Regions from separate parts of the Mus musculus genome. Here region 2 is linked to region 1. Evidence: chromatin contacts called from public Hi-C data. All regions are on one chromosome and are shown on one strand. Each heading gives the region's core, a stretch centred on a gene start, on an enhancer-like site or on the middle of the called end of the contact. The rest is flanking DNA. Distances are from core to core; before and after follow the strand shown.

Region 1 (4,484 bases), core at 725-3,224:
CAAACGCTGGTCTGCAAACAAACAATTCAAAACTTAACCCAAAGAACGTTAACTAGGGAGGAAGGCAGGAATTCTGCATTCGGCATTCAAATAAAAGTAAGACACAGGGCCGCCTAAGCTTTCCGAGGGTGCACTGAGAGGCAGAAGAGCGTCTGGTTCTTACAGCCAGTGTCTTTCAATCTGCTGATGGCATTGGAGAGCAGCCGCACACAGCCCAGGAAGCCAGCCCCCTGCTTCTTGTGGATCTTCTTGTGGTTCCACACACTGATGGTTATCGAGTCCGTTTTCCCAACATACCTGTGAGAGCACACAAACTCGTTCAGCACACAAACTCGTTCAGCACACAAACTCGTTCAGCACACGAGTCCATCGGGCCCTCACCCACATGCATCTGGCTGCCTCGGGACCCTGGCAGTGAGGGCAGAGCCACCATCCCTCATCAGGCACAGGAAAAGGACTCCCACCAGCTACACAAGCAGTGAGTGCAGGCAACCATGGTGTAATAAGCATTTTTAAATTTGTTTTTCCCTTTGTTCATTTATTTACTGTACTAGAGATCCGAACCAGGGATTTCACAGGGGCCAAAGCAAGCCCTCTACCACTGAACCACACCCTTGGTCCCTCACTGGCAAGAGTTCTACCTAAAGTGAAGAACAATAGGCAGGTGTTCTACACCTAATGCCACATGCCCAATCCTATCCCACCACCCTTAAAAGGAAACAAACAAAAGAAAAAAACCTTTTTTTATTCTGAGATGGAGTTTAAGCTCCCCAGACTGGTGCTGTGAAGCAATTTCCTTGGAATTAAAATATTCTACACCAGAAGGACTTATTGAGACTCAGGAAATTCTAAAGGAATCTCATTAAAACACAGGAAGTAAGCAACTCACAAAGTCTCAGGAAGTCCTGAAACTTAGCAGATTTACAAGGTCCCTTCCTCCCAGCCCTCCCAGAGTTAGCAGGGACTGCTGAGGAAAGAAGACTCCCCAAGCTGCTCAGCTGCCTGCAAGGCCCAGCACCGCTGGTGCTGGAGTGGGTTTTCAGAACTTCGGTAGCTCCTCTAAGTCAGCCCTCACCCCACCCTCCTGTAAGGAAGTCCAGTGTGTTCATCAAGTCACAGAGTGGACCATGATGGAGAAATTACCTCAGTCTGTCTCTGTTTACATCTCCCCACATAAGAGCCAGGTTGACTGGCTCTGTAAACTAGGCAGGCCCCTGACTTGCGATGCTCCTGTCTCAGCTTCTGGAAGTGCCAGCACTACAGGCCCCTATACCACTAGGCCCAGCATGTGATAAGATCTTGTAAAAAGGTTGATTATGCATCCCATTCTGGAAAGCAGTGACCCAGGCTTAACAGAGAACACTGGGGCCGCTTACAATTTTACTGTCTGTCCAAAATGCACAAAGGCACATGGACCAAGATAATAACCCCACTTGATCCTAGGGTGTGTCCACAGAGAACTGTCAGGACAGATGGCAACCACAGTCCAAGCCATGTGAGGAAAATAACAAACACATGTATTATTAAAAAGCCCATCACACCTGCACACGCTCTGCAGTTCATGTTAATAATCATTGTGCATGGACATGCGTCCACATAAAAACATGGCCCTAAATTTGGAATGAACATACAAAACTGTATGCTGGGTTGTTTTTTGGTTGTAAGCATAGGAGCATACTAAGGCAGGGGTCACGGCTCCTTTTGGTTGGTTGGTTTTCTGCTAGCATGACAAGGGGATTGACATGTCCAAGATCACAGTGTCACTGTGGTAAGGGCCAAATCATGAAAACCCATGAGAACAAATGCCAAGACATCAGGGGATGTTGACTGGGAAGTCAGTAACAGGCCATGTTCGCTTTGTCAAGTCTTTGGTTATCAGTAAAGTCAGCCATCTTTTTTCCCCTCTAAGTGTCTCCTCCAAGCCTGACAGCCACTTTTCCGCAGCCCCAGAGCCTCCCAGGGAGGAGTGACTCACAGGTCATAGTGCTGGTTCCACTTTGGGTCCAGGGTGTTTTTCACAGTGTCGGTTGAGTGGCACTGCCCAGAGCCGTCCACAACAATCTTGGCAAAGGGGTCGGGGAGTCCTGGGGAGAGAGAGAGCAGACATAGGCAGATGTGGTGAGAGTCTACCTGGTGGCACAGCGGCATCCTACAGAAGAGAGTGGCAGATTGCCCCTTGGGATCAGGCTTGCACATGCCCCGCCTCACTGCCTCTCTTTGAATGTTATCTTCATTAGCAAAGAGAGGTCTGAGCCTCGTGCTGCACCTTCACACTTGGATGAGCAGAAACGCATGGAAACAGTCTTAGATCCAAACATCCATCTCTGCTGAGCTTACATTTCAAAGCTTGCTTCTGTTTACATGTGTGTGTCTGTGTATGCACATGTATGCACATGAGTGTGGGTACTGCAAAGGCTTACAAGTGTCAGATTTCCTGGGGCTAGACGGGCAGCCATGACAAACACTGGACACAGACACCGAGCGATTTGTCTGTTGAGCCAGCCCAACTCTGATCATTACTAAAGGGACTGACTGGATGCAGAAACATGATCTATCAAGTAAATTTTTCAATAGTCACAATCCCCAGAAATGTTACTGATCTTTTGCCTGTGTTAGCTGTGGCATCACGGCGCCTGTCCCCGAGTCACAAGTGGATGCGACAGGTTTGATGCCAGACAAGCAACAAGGCCGGAGGCTTTGGAGAGAGGCTGGGCTGCAAGCCACCACTTTGGAGTTTCCTGGCTACTGAGTCTTTGAGCCTAAGTCTCTTCTTCCTGAAACTGTAGATGACGCCACTCAGGCAGCAAGCCCCCTGGGATGGGAACGAGGGAGTTTTCAGGGCTGACTGCACAGGGGCGAGGTGCGCTCAGGAGTACAGCCCTCAGCATTTTATAGTTCCTCCCTTGCAGAGGTTTTCAAATGGAATGTATTTTGTAAAACTGGATTGGCAATTTTAGCCAAGCCACTTACATCGTAAATGTCTTGGTGTATTTGAGGAGAGAGCAGGGTCCTACAAGCTACCAGATCGGATGCAGGGGACGTGGGCATGGCTGCAATGGGGGAGGAGACCTATGCTGGGGGCAGCTGGGAGACGCTGCTCAAGCTCTGGCCTCCTATACTCTTAGACAACACCCATTGTTTTGTTTTGTTTTGTTTTGTTTTTTAATTAAATGTCAGAGGCCAACAAGATCTAAATTCAATCTCTGTAGCAATATGGTGTAAGGGGAGAACTTCCTGCAAGCTGTCCTCTGACCTCCACACGCATGCTACGGGAAACACACACAATAATTTTCAGAAGTACATAAACTCTATATACAAATGAAGCTGGGTGTACTTACTGAAGAAGTCTTTCTTTGCAAGGTTCTTGGCACACAATACTGAAAACAAGCAGACACTGGAGTTAACATTGATACAGCAAACGTCCCGCACACTTAGTGTTTGTAACAGGAGGGGGAAAAAAATCACAGAAGTTAATATGTCAGTCATCTCTCAAACTGTCTCACTTTAGACAAGCATCCCTAGCAACTATCTAAAAAAGTATCTTTCCTCAAACTGGAGAATCAACAAATGTAAACACTATCATTTAAGCCTAAAACATTAACTGCACAAACACAGAGATGGAATTCCTGTGTGTTTTAAAGCTACATAAACACCAATTTTTAAAAAGCAGGTGCATTTACCTTTACAGAGCTGCTAACAACAACGGGAGCTATGCACTCTGGGTATTCTGATAAATAACACTATGTGTGTGTAGGGGGTCAGTTTTGCAAGTATAAACTTTGGTACTGGAAACTGGAAAACAGGGAAAACCGTAGAAAAAGCAGAGCTTTTAGCAGAGTGTTGTGGGGAAAAAGTTAACAGGCTGAATCTTTGGAGGTTGTACCAGAGCTGGGCAATGATGGCACACATCTTTATTCCCAGCACTCTGAAGGCAGAGGTAGGTGGATCTCTGTGAGTTCAAGGCTAGCCTGGTTTAGAGTGAGTTCCAGGACAGCCAGGGCTACACAGAGAAACCCTGTCTAGAAAAACAAAAACAACAACAAAAGGGACAAGGAAGGGAGGAGGTGGCTGTAAAGGGCTGGCAAGAAGGCTCAGCAGGTAAAGGGGCTTCCCACCAAGCCTGAGGACCTGAGTTCAATCCCCAGGGCCCACAGATAGAGAGAACAGACTCCTTCGAATTGTATGAGCTCCCATGCACCATCCCCACATTAACAAATAAATGATGTAACTTCAAAGAAGGCAGACAGCAAGAATGTAGCATATAGTATCAGTACCACCATCATCATCTGATGAGCGAAGGGCTCACACTGGCACTCACAGCCATCATGAAGTGAGGCAGGAAGGCCACGAGTTCAAGGACAGCCTGGACTAGTTAATGAGTTTCATACCAGCCTGAGCTCCATGGCCAGGCCCTCAGACAGACAGACAGACAGACAGACGGACAGCTAGATGCTAGGTGAATAGATGACATATCTTGTCGCACA
Region 2 (4,604 bases), core at 564-3,063, 88 kb after region 1:
CACGGTTTCTCTGTGTAGCCCTGGCTGCCCTAGAACTCCCTTTGTAGACCAGGCTGGCCTCAAACTCACAGAGATCTACCTGCCTCTGCCTCCTGAGTGCTGGGAATAAAGGCGTGCACCATCATGCCTGATTTTTTTTTTGAGAGACTCCCATGTAGCCTAGGCTGGTCTAAAATTTCTACTGTGCCTGCTTCTACCTCCCACATGCTAGGATTACAGTGGTGGACCTCACTAATATGTCTACTTTCAGTCTAATAATTAAAAATATTTTTGGGAGGGGGAGGGGGAGAGAGAGGGAGAGAGAGAGAGAGTGAGTGAGTGAGAGAGAGAGTGAGTGAGTGAGAGAGAGAGAGAGAGAGAGAGAGAGAGAGAAAGAGAGAGAGAGAGAGAGAAAGAGAGAGAGAGAATGCACACATGTACACATTCCACAGCATGTGTGGAGGGGTTAGAGGTCAACTTGTGGCAGTTGGCTCTCTTGCACTAATTAGGTCCTGGGAATTGAACTCAGCCCCTCAGGTGAGGCAGTAAGCACCTTAGCACCTTTACACCCCGAGCCGTTTTACCAGTTCCATCTTGTGGATTTTTAAGCAGACTTGGCTGCCATTGAGAACACGTGTGCTGTGACCCCCCCCCCCCACCCACCCATCACCGCTCTCCCTCTCCCTCTTCCCTAACTGAAACTCTGTCCTCGCTCACACTAACGCCTAGCTCCCACTCCGCCCAGCCTCAGTTCTCTACTATCTGCTGCTATGCACTTGCACTGTCTCAGGTCCTCAAGGAAGAGGAATCAAACAAGACCTGTGCGCATGCGCAGAATCAGGTTCTCGAGGAAGAGGAATCAAACGAGCCATGTGCGCATGTGCAGAATGTGTAACTACCATGCGCACAGGGTCACGTGCACCCGTGTGTACAGGGGCCAGAGGTTGACTTCTGGTGTCTTCCTCAATCACACTCCACCTTCGTCTTTTGGGGGTGGATGTCTCTCACTAAATCTGGAGCCCTCCAGTTTGGATAGACTGGATGGCCATCAAGCCCCCCGTCTCTGTCTTCCAAACAGTGGGATTCCAGGTGCCTGTGCCTTGCCCAGAGTTTTACATGGATGTCAGATTACAAGCCTTGGCCCTCATACTTGTCTGGCAAACATGTCACCAACTAAGGATGTCTTCAAAGTCTCCACTGCCTTGAATTCCCTATGCACTTGAGGATGGCCTTGAACTCCCGACCTTCCCAGCTTTTACTTCCTGAGTGCTGGGGTTACAGGCCTGCGTCATCTCCCCCTGCGAAGTGGTCACCTGGTAAACTTTATGTTATTTATATCCTACCACTGGATAGACCTTTACAGAAACCTCTATCTGATCTCTACTTCCCCAGGCCACAGACAACTCAGACATTTTATGGAGTAACTCATTCCCAAACTTATGTGTTCTAGAAAGAGACAAAATGTAGTGTTGAAATGGTTTCCCCCAAAAGCTGGGCCAGACGGCATTGTTTGCATTCTTAGAAAAATCTCTTTCAGAGTATTGTCCTTTGTCCCTTCCACTCCTATTCCCCTGGGTGGGGCTCGAGGGGGGGCGGGGGAGGCAAGGGAAAGACAGTTTAAAACCAGAAACCAAGAGATAAGCTCCCATGGGTGTAGACTGGCTTTGTGTGCCCTAGGAAGGCTAAGGCCAACCTCAGTTGTCATTCCATAGGAGCTATTTGTGTTGCTTAAACAGTGTGTGTGTGTGTGTGTGTGTGTGTGTGTGTGTGTGTGTGTACCCTGTGCATGAGGTTAGGGACAATCGGCAGGAGTCATGATTCTCCTATCACGTACATGGGTCCCAGGGATGCCAGTCCTCAAGCCTGACATGGAGCGCCTTTACACAGACGTTGAGGATAGTCTCGTATCATTTGAGAGGAGGGAACTTTAATTAAGAAAATGTCTCCAGGGCTGGTGAGGGGGTGCAGCAGCTAAGAGCACTGACTGATTTTCCACAGGTCCCGAGTCAATTCCCAGAAACCACATGGTGACTCATGACCATCTATACATAAAGGGATCTGATGCCCTCTTCTGGCCTGCAGGTGTACATGCAGACAGAGCACTCACAAGCAAGCAAGTGAGCAAGCAAGCTAGTAAGCAATAGAAAATAAAAGAAAGAAAGAGAGAGAGAGAGAGAGAGAGAGAGAGAGAGAGGGAGAGAGAGAGAGAGAAAGAAAGAAATTGCCTAAGAGAGGCCTGAAGGGAATCCTGTCAGCTCCTGCCTCCAGGCTCCTACCATGGTTGAATTCCTGTGCTGACTTCCTTCAGTAGCAAACAGTGATGTGGAAGCTTAAGCCTAATTAACCCTTTCCTCCCCAACTTGCTTTTGGTCATTGTGTTTCATTGAAGCAATAGAAACCTTAACTAAGACACCACCCATCATCCATCTTGCCGACGACGCCTCTGCGGTGTGTTTAATTTTGCATTGCATCTCTCCCTGGATTGGGATCTGTTTAGCTAGACTGACTAAGCACTGGGTCAAACATCCGTGCTCACCCAGGACTGGGATTCTAAACATGGATCAACAAGCCTGGGTTTCTCACATGGGCTCAAATTTAGGTCCTCACACTTGCATAGCAAGCACTGGATCATCTGAGCCATGCCCCAGCTCCCAGACAAGCTTCCTGATACTCAAAGGCCACCTGTAGAACGGGGACCAGCCGGGTTCACAGGATAATGGTGGAAGCACGGCCACCAAGAGCCAGCCCCACAACACAAGGGTCTCCTTACTCACCTCACAGAAGTATTTCTCGATGATGTCCAGGGCGCTATTGCTGATGGAAATGTTGTGGTGGTGCTGTAAACACTCAATTTTTTCAAAGCCACCAAATTTTTCTATCTGAAAATACAGCCTTTTCTTCTCTTGTAGATTGTCTATATGCTGAGGATGGGCGAGAAGCCAGCAAAGAGACAGTGAGACCCAGAGCGTGCTTGGGCAGTGTGTGTGTGTGTGTGTGTGTGTGTGTGTGTGTGTGTACTCATGCGTGTGTGCGCGCGTGCACGTGGAACTTCAGCTGGCCAGCCTTAAGGGGGCTGTTTTAGTTAGAGGCAGACCTGATCCAGGAGGAAAGGTCACAGACCCATTGAAAAGGCCAAGATCTCCCTCCTCTCCTGTCATTAATTCATTTCCTCAATCGTGCTTGAGTGCATTTATTTACAAAGTCCACCCCTGCCTTTAGTCATTCACAAAATCATCCACAAAGTCTTTCATTCACAACAATCACCCAGGAATTCACTCACTCATTCACAAAATCACCCAGGAATCCATTTGCCCAGGAATGCATCTGCTAATTCATTCATTCACAAAATCACCCAGGAATTCATTCACTCATTCACAAAATCACCCAGGAATTCATTCACTCACAAATACATTCATGAAGTCACCGGTGGGTTTATTTGTTCACACAGTCATTCACTTTTTTACTAAAAATGTATCCAACATTCATAGGATACTAATGTAATAAATCCAAAAAGGCATTTGTCCAAAGCACCAAAGAATTCAAAGTAAGAAAGCATTTAATAAACATCAAAGCCTAGATGAGCATTACAGGACTCTAGGAACTGCTGAGACAGGGTCTTACGCAGTCCAGGCCATCCTTGAACTTGGCTATGTAGCTGAGCACAGTAACCTCAATCCCTAGTCCTCCTACCTCCACCTCCACCTCCCCAGGTGTGGGCTTGGCAAGTCCACTCAACGCAGTCATTAAAGGAATCCATGGTATCAGCGCATAGCATTTCTCTCTTCACCTTTGTCCTGACCGTCCTTGGGGAATGACATTATCCTGTCCAGGCACAGTGCCACTCAGGAACGATTTATAGTTCTTTCCAATCCAGGCCTGTCTTTCTTCTATGACTTTAACCCCTGGTGGTTTACTGGATCTTAAACAATTGATATAGGGAGGCTGGAGAAATGGGTCTGTGGCTAAGGGCATTTCCCAAAGGACACAGGTTCAGTTCCCAGCTCCCACAAGGTAGCCCACAGCTATCTCTAATTCCAGTTCCAGAGGATTCCATGACCTCTTCTGGTCCCCGTGGCCCTGCATTCACGTGGTGTACAGACATACACGCAGGCAAAATATCCATTCGGATAAAATAAAAGTAAACCGATCTTTTAAAATAAATCTGATGCAGAAGTGGGCGTGGCGGGGTGTGACTCTAATCTCAGCATGTCAGAGGTCTCAGGAAGCTCAAGTGTTACCATGTGTCCTATGTAAGTCATACAGGGAGACCGTGTGTTCAGTGTAAGTTATGTAGGGAGAGCCTGTGTCAAATCTCAAAAGGAAAAGCATCAAAACCAAAAATGTGTCTGGAGAGATGTTTAAGAGCAAAAACGCCTCCTACAGAGGTGATCCTATGTGAGGTGGATTCCCACACACATCAGGGGCTCAGAACCACCTGCCACTCCAGTCCAGGGGACTCTGGTGGCTCTGGCCTCTGTTGGCACCTGTACTCATATGCACATATCCACATACAGACACATAGCCACACAAATGAAACAAACAACCCCTCGGCTCGTTTGTTCTGTTGTGAAGCTTCTGAGGGCTTTCTCTGCTCGTCTGCCCCAGACCTCAGTCCTCTCCCTCTC

The links. A called contact is a pair of places that touch in the nucleus more often than the background predicts.
Region 2: a contact with region 1 is called in a Hi-C map of reprogramming fibroblasts, with 2.5 times the contacts expected there. The contact joins two enhancer-like sites. A contact is called at or near these places in 15 of 39 promoter capture datasets (the 3T3-L1 cell line, 3T3-L1-derived adipocytes, the HPC-7 cell line and 9 more), 2 of 15 datasets of contacts at CTCF or cohesin (the NIH/3T3 cell line and stem cell-derived epiblast-like cells), 79 of 484 Hi-C or Micro-C datasets (the 3T3-L1 cell line, the AML12 cell line, the C2C12 cell line and 45 more), 23 of 115 datasets of contacts at active chromatin or transcription factors (the 3134 cell line, the NIH/3T3 cell line, bone marrow-derived dendritic cells and 14 more) and 5 of 9 other capture datasets (adipose tissue, embryonic stem cells, embryonic tail and 2 more).

What each region holds. Positions count from the first base shown.
Region 1 is chr5:144,899,202-144,903,685 of GRCm38.p6, forward strand. Smurf1 (SMAD specific E3 ubiquitin protein ligase 1) reads right to left here. Exons shown (of 18, transcript NM_001038627.1): 2 at 3,339-3,377; 3 at 1,976-2,084; 4 at 164-297; 5 at 1-11. Among named protein-coding and RNA genes, the nearest start is that of Mir7039, 4.6 kb to the left of the region's middle. Within about 2 kb of position 1,975, at least 22 of the 459 cell types and tissues checked have an H3K27ac peak or open chromatin away from gene starts, as enhancers often do. A contact at or near this core is called in reprogramming fibroblasts, where this site is marked.
Region 2 is chr5:144,986,933-144,991,536 of GRCm38.p6, forward strand. Kpna7 (karyopherin alpha 7 (importin alpha 8)) reads right to left here. Exons shown (of 12, transcript NM_001347531.1): 10 at 2,754-2,900. Among named protein-coding and RNA genes, the nearest start is that of Kpna7, 19 kb to the right of the region's middle. Within about 2 kb of position 1,814, at least 50 of the 459 cell types and tissues checked have an H3K27ac peak or open chromatin away from gene starts, as enhancers often do. A contact at or near this core is called in reprogramming fibroblasts, where this site is marked.